Linked DNA regions of Arachis hypogaea: region 2 is linked to region 1. The links are chromatin contacts, called in public Hi-C maps. All regions are on one chromosome and are shown on one strand. Each heading gives the region's core, a stretch centred on a gene start, on an enhancer-like site or on the middle of the called end of the contact. The rest is flanking DNA. Distances are from core to core; before and after follow the strand shown. Region 1 holds the start of LOC112750818 (eukaryotic peptide chain release factor subunit 1-3). Region 2 holds the start of LOC112750821 (organic cation/carnitine transporter 1-like).

Region 1 (3,421 bases), core at 490-2,989:
GAGATCGACACTGAATTTATGAAGCACTTCCCTTGTGTTACCGCTCAAGGTGCCAAACAGGGTACCATTGCCATCCATGACAATGAACCCAAACTTGTCATCTGACTCCAAAAGCTCATTTAGAGCCTCAGTATGAAACTTGTTGTCACACAGATAGAGGGAAGCATTGATAGGTCTGAAAGGCTCAAAGTCAATAGTAACCTTCTTTTCCTTCCCATCTTCAGTAACAATTGTGCCAGTATACAGCACAAGCCCGTTTGGAGGAACCTTGTTATAGAGCTTGAGCCTCTGCTGGGCAGAGGTGATGGCCCCAAGCACAGACTGCCGGTTCACCCTGCTCTTGATGTTGGAAGCAGTACCAAACTCATCACCAAGCATCTTGGTAACTCGAGATATTTGATCACGTGGGGGCATGATAAGGGAAATCATACTTGTCCCATTTCCTCTAGCAGCCTCGAGAGCTTTGATCAATTTCTTGATCTTCCAAATCTCAATGTTCTTGTCAGTCTCGTGTGCATCAGCCATCTCAGAACAATTGTTGGCCAATAACCTTTTCAGTAATAAAAAGGAACAAACGAGAAAAAATCACTTACATAATCAACAAACTGACACATGGTCAAAACAATCAGGAATCAAGCACATACAAAAAATCACTTACATGAACACAATTGCTAGCCACATAAATAAATGTGAAAGACAAATCATGATAGAAAATCAGACCACCACACTAATAACAGCTGCTGTTCAAGAATTCGCAAAATATAGGAAATAAACACAGAAGATCAACTAAGAGAACAACAAAACAATGGAAACAAATAATTAGAAAAAAGACACAGGACTCCTCTTGTTCCGTTTAATTGGAAATTAGAATACACTATAAACAAAGTATTCGTATTAAGATCTGATAATGTTCATCTACACTTTCTCGGATAAAATTTTATTAGAAAAAACAAAAAAGTTCCTTTTTGCTATCCACAAAGCCTCGCATAAATCATTAAACTAATATAAACACAGCGTCCAAGGAGCATGATATTCAACACTATAAATCATAATTACTATTTTTAATTACAAAATCAATCCTTTTTACTCAGTCCTGACGTTTATCCCACTCATGGCAAGTTGCAAATAAAAAATTAAAACCAAATAAATAAGCCGCCAAAAAGACCATAATATTAAATAGAACAAACCAACAACTATTAACAGCAAAATCCACGGACATGACATAATCTGCAGCAGAACATGCCAATTTAATATATACTAATCCATATTCATATATAATATAATAACACCGTCACAAACCCCAACACGTAAAAGCAAGAATGCAAAATAAAACAAGCAATCAAAACATCGAAAAACATAATCAAATGAATCAAACACACGATCAGCTACTAGAACAGGAAAATTAGATGCAGAGATAAAGAAGTACCGTTTTAGCGACGAAACGGAACGGAGGCCGAGAGAATGAGAAAGAAGGGGAAAGAGAAAACGAGAGATTCTTTTGTGCCCTAGCTGATTAGCAGAACTGAACCTGATAGGCAAAAAGGGGGGTTTGGGCTTTTATAATGGTAATGGGAACGACGTCGTTCGTGTTGAGCTAGGCGTGGCAGTTCCTTACTTGTTACGCAGAGTTGGCCGTGAAATCAAGTAATTTACTGTTTTGTCCCCCCTCTTTCTGGAAATTTCTAGCTGTGAGGTGATTAACGTGGCATCCAAATATGTAATTTTAAATGAGATCTTTTCGCATTCGGTAACTGAAAATCAAATCAAGAATATTGATTTCAAAAGTCAAAACTCATAATATTAAAGAGTTTAATACGAATGCCAATAATAAGAATTTGAAAGTATTGTTTAAAATATATTAAAAATATAGATTAGCTATTCAAATTCTAAAAGATTAAAATGTAAATTTTGACTCAAATATAAACTCATTTAATTTAATTCACGCTAATTTGAATTGAATTAGTTTAAAAAATAAATTCAAACCAATATAGATACAATTTTTTTAATAAAATGGGATTATCTTAAAAAAAAATCAAACTAATAATATATAAATTATATCAATTTTATTATCTAAATTGATCCAAACCAATATATATTTACAGCCAATCATCCATGCTACTAGATCATGTGAGCCGTGAGGTCTCACGAATCGTTCCATGCCTTACTAATTAGCAACAAACTAGTTGTTCGATACTTCGTATGCCGGACGGGTCGGAGGTGTTCTCTAAGTGTGATGGTGGGAATCGGCCTTGATCTGGGTCTGGTGAGCGAGACCTGAGGGTAGATGACCTCCCAAGTTGTCGCGATATGAAGGGGGAGCCACCTGCAATGACACTCCGACGCCCAAGTCAAAGTTTTTCACAGATGGCGGTGAGAGTGTGAGATAGTGACATACCGTGAGGGAGGGGTAGGGCCCTCTCCATATATACCTGTCAGTAGGGCGGGTCCCACAGGAGACGTCTCTTTCCATAAAGCTTCCTCTCCTAGCTGTCTTGCAGCTGGCTGTCAGGGAGCAGGCGTTCGGGTAGCAATCCGGGCATACGTGGCCCACTTGGTCGGCCGCTCGGGCCGGGTCGGACACTGCACTGGCCGGGTCGGGTCGGAACACTAGTGATTTAACTCAATTTAAATCATCATAATAAATGATCTTTGAGCATGCAACAATTTACATAGAGTTAATAGTCAATTTCGTCCCTGAAAGTGTCCTCGATCTCCATTTTCGTCCCCGAAAGTCAAAATTAATAAAAAACGTCCTCGAAAGATACCTCAATTGTTCACGTTTGTCCTTCCGTCATCTTCATAGCTAAGATGGCAAAGGCCGCTTACGTGGCCCGTTAAGTGCGAAGCTGGCAAACGCCAAGTTGTAGCATGTTGTTGCTGACAAGATAAGTTATGTTTAAGACGTCAAATTAGTCATTCGAGTGTATAAACCCTAATCCCAATTTGAACGATAAATACATCGCCGTGATCACTTTCGGTGGCAGTAGAGGTAAGTAGGAGTCGTAATCCCTGGCTGGCTGAGTGGATGGAGATAGGAAATGGTGGTTGTGGTGGTGGTTTGTCACATGCATCGCACGACAGTCATGGATCTAGTGTTTCGATGCGAAGGAGGAGGGTGAATTCTCATGATGGATCATGTTTCTGTGGGCTGAAGACTGTGATTAAGAAATTTGGGACAACAGAGAATCCAAATAGATTGTTCCATGCATGTCTAAGGTATCGGGTGAGTGATTGTAAAAGAAGTTAAAGCTTTTTCATGTTGTTATATGCTGTTGGGTGTTGTCTAATTTTTTTGTTTGCTCCCATCTGAAATTGCAGAAGGGTAGTCACTGCAATTATTTTAAGTGGGTTGATGATGATGAATTCGAAGCAGTGGGTATATGTGGTACAAAGAAAAATGCAGGAGCTGATATGGAGGTTG
Region 2 (3,421 bases), core at 334-2,833, 170 kb after region 1:
AGAAGCTGTATTGGCCGGCTTGGCCTCGCCACTTGCGTCCAACTGACTCTGTGGCGAGGACAATGCAGCTTATGCCGATTCCTGATCTCGCAAACCCTGTTGAGAATCGGAAGAAGGCATAGGCGTAGAGGTTTGGGGAGTAGGATGTGGCAAAAAATGTTATGGAGGTTAAGATGCATGAAATCATCACTGCTCTTTTTCTTCCAAGCCAAGTATCTGCTAGGTGCCCAAATATCGCAGACCCTGAACCAAAATTTGAAGAACATGTTATTTAATGTTGTTACAAAGTAACTAATTAGTTAAGGGTTATGCTAGTTAACTAATGATTTTCTTGAACAACATGAATAACCACCAATCAAATAAAAATACACTACATTTTCAAATTATCCACCTAAATCTTAATATTAGAATAATCATCCGTACATCTAATAAAATGAATATCTGATACATCCATTTTCCACATTATTTAATATTTTCATTGTCTACGTGTACTTTTCCATTAGTTAATTACTAACACAATTCATATTCACAACATCATATGTATGGATGCCCGCCCCTTAAACTCATCCACTATGTATTATACTATATTATATTATAGGCTATTGAGTCTTTGTATTTCATATGCTTCTGTATGGCCAAATTCATATCCAATAATTCACTTTTGCAATGGGTGAAAAGTTTATTACATAGAACCAATTATTTTCGCAATTACATGTTCTATCAGTTGAGTCCAAAAAAGGGGATATAAAATCACCAAAGATCAAAAAACCCTGTATCCTTTGTACAAAATGCAAGGTATTTGTTTATGTGTATATAAAAAATTAACTACTAGATTAATCGTCATGTATTTATTTATAAATATATGTATGTTTTATATACTTTTAATGTATCTTTTATATTCTAATATTTATACAAATGACTGACTTGATAATTAATTTTTTTGTACACATATTAACGTTAAATATATACGAAGCATGAGACTATATTATGGTGATATATGATATTCTAAATTAAAAGTATAGAGTAATGATTTTAGTAAATGTATATTAGCATAAATGAATATAAACATAGTAATTAAGATTCTAAACAGGTATATACCTAAAAGAGAACCAAGGAAGTTGACAGAAGCAGGAACAGCAGCAAGAAACTTCCTATCACATATAAGTCCCCATTCAGCTACGGTGGAGCTTCTATCTCCACCAACCCATTCCCAGCTCCCAGGCACCAAGCCACAAACAGAACCGCCGCGGCCGTCGGTGCAGTACACCCCATTCTTGCACCTCCAAGAAGGTGGCTGTGCATCACTGAAGATTGTGACCAATGTGCTATGTGCATCAAATATCCATGCAAATGAAACCACAAGCACATGCAAGATTTGGGATAATCCAAGTGAGCCTACATAAGCTTCCACAACTTCATCCACAGTTAGCTCAAGTTTTGTGCCTTCTTCGCTTTCCACCAGGGTTGTGCCTCTTCTTCCATGACTCTCTTCTGATTGATCCTGTTCCATGATGCTTTCTACAATAATCAAAACACAATGGAAATAAATAATTAATTATTATTAGTGCCTATTGTTTTGCTCCCTTCCTACAATGCACATACACTCTTATTTATAGTGTTATTGTGCTCTCCTTCTATATTTCTAGAACATTAAAATAAAGTTGCAACAAAAATAAAATACATATAAATTAGACATGGGTTTTGTTTGTTAAAAGTCTCCTCATTAAAAGCATTAAAGACATAAAAGTGGGATCTTCTAAACGTTTTCATTAATTCGTAGTCATTTAATATTAAAGGTTTTTTTTTCTAGTTTTTTATCGATAGATAGTGTCCTAAGTTATCACAAATTTCAAAAGAAAAACAGTACTCTTTTTCAATATATTAGTTGTTTTGTATCCGTAGCAATTTAGTTGTGGCTTTATGTTTTCAAAAAAAAAAAAAAATACTACATAGCTAATAAAATTTATTATTTTTATTTAATAAAAATATTTTTATACTAAAACAAATCCTAACTTTTAATAATATAAAAATAAGATATTAATCTGAAATATTAAGTAATATTAATAAAAATACGATGAACATTAAAATTAATCCTACAAAATAGAAAAAAATGTCTGTTTAATCCGCACGCATTTTGTTTGAGATGCGAGCATTGCCGGAAAGAGGTTGATCGGGTTAGTGGGACACCTACCATTTTAAAAAAAAAAATGTTGTAATACTAAATTTAAATATGTTATTTAGAATATTTTTGAATTTTAAGTTATTGAACTTTGTAAGAATATCATTTTATATTTAGAATATTTTATTTTGTTATTAAAATACAATATATAAACCATTGAACCTTAGAGTTGGTGTTATTTTCATCTTACGTTTTGGTATTCATCAATTTTTTTAGTTTAAGTTCAGGTTAAATTAAAAAAATTTAGTGTTAGTTCTTTAAAAAAAAAAAAAAAAACTTGTTTCTACTCAAATTTCATTTTATATCCAAATGTACTTTTGGAATTACATGCCTGGTTGGTACTCTTAATAAAATGAGTAACATGATAACATTAAACTTAATAAATTTTGATGTCATATTATTAAAATTCAGATTGAATTATTTATCTAATTTAATTCTAAAAGTTACTTTAAGAAATAGAAAATATCTCATATATATAAATTACTACCATATCTTGAAAAAAGTGTTGAGGACTTGAGGTCATAAAAAAAAGATGTTTTTGAGTTACAAAGAATGGAATGATACTGATATATTTAATTGTTGATGATAATGTCTAAAATGACAATAAATTAATATCACTAATGTTCTAATTTTGATTTTTTTGTTTCTGTAATATCTGATTTTGTTAATTCATTTTAGTGTATTAAGCTTTTTTTGTTAAAAAAAAATAATAATTATAATCATTTAGAGTTAAGATATCTATATAAAGACGCATGATTCATTTCAATTTTTTTTAAAGGATAGATGCTCCATTTAAATTTCACACAAGTAGATTCTGTATGATAATCCTCGTGACTTATATTTTGTCATATATTATATAATATTGATGTTTGTTGTGATCATAAAAGAAGTAATAAAAAAAATCAAATTTTTTTTAAAATAAAAAAATTAATAAAAAATTAATTATTTTAAAACTAAAATAATAAAATTTATATATAATAGAATTATAAATTTAATTAATAATAATTAATTTTTTAATTTATTACTTTATCCATCTTCTCACTTGTATCTAAATTTCTAAAAAGAAATATTTAGAGTAATTTCAGCGGGAGTGGGCTGATATTTATGTGAATTTTATCCGTAAAGTTAAAAATTCAACTCTTTCAATTTTTTTGACAAATTCAGAAAAAAAAAAACCGTATTATTTATCCTTTTAGATTTTAAGAATTGGGTTGCCGCCTAACCTTTTCAATTGAAATTTTT

The links. A called contact is a pair of places that touch in the nucleus more often than the background predicts.
Region 2: a contact with region 1 is called in a Hi-C map of leaf, with 2.0 times the contacts expected there. The contact joins the promoter of LOC112750821 here to the promoter of LOC112750818 in region 1. A contact is called at or near these places in 2 of 8 Hi-C or Micro-C datasets (both in leaf).

What each region holds. Positions count from the first base shown.
Region 1 is chr15:135,586,370-135,589,790 of arahy.Tifrunner.gnm2.J5K5, forward strand. It overlaps LOC112750818 (eukaryotic peptide chain release factor subunit 1-3), which reads right to left and starts at 1,740. Exons shown (of 6, transcript XM_025799683.3): 1 at 1,427-1,740; 2 at 1-550. The coding sequence starts at 525.
Region 2 is chr15:135,760,104-135,763,524 of arahy.Tifrunner.gnm2.J5K5, forward strand. It overlaps LOC112750821 (organic cation/carnitine transporter 1-like), which reads right to left and starts at 1,584. Exons shown (of 2, transcript XM_025799686.3): 1 at 1,099-1,584; 2 at 1-243. The coding sequence starts at 1,510.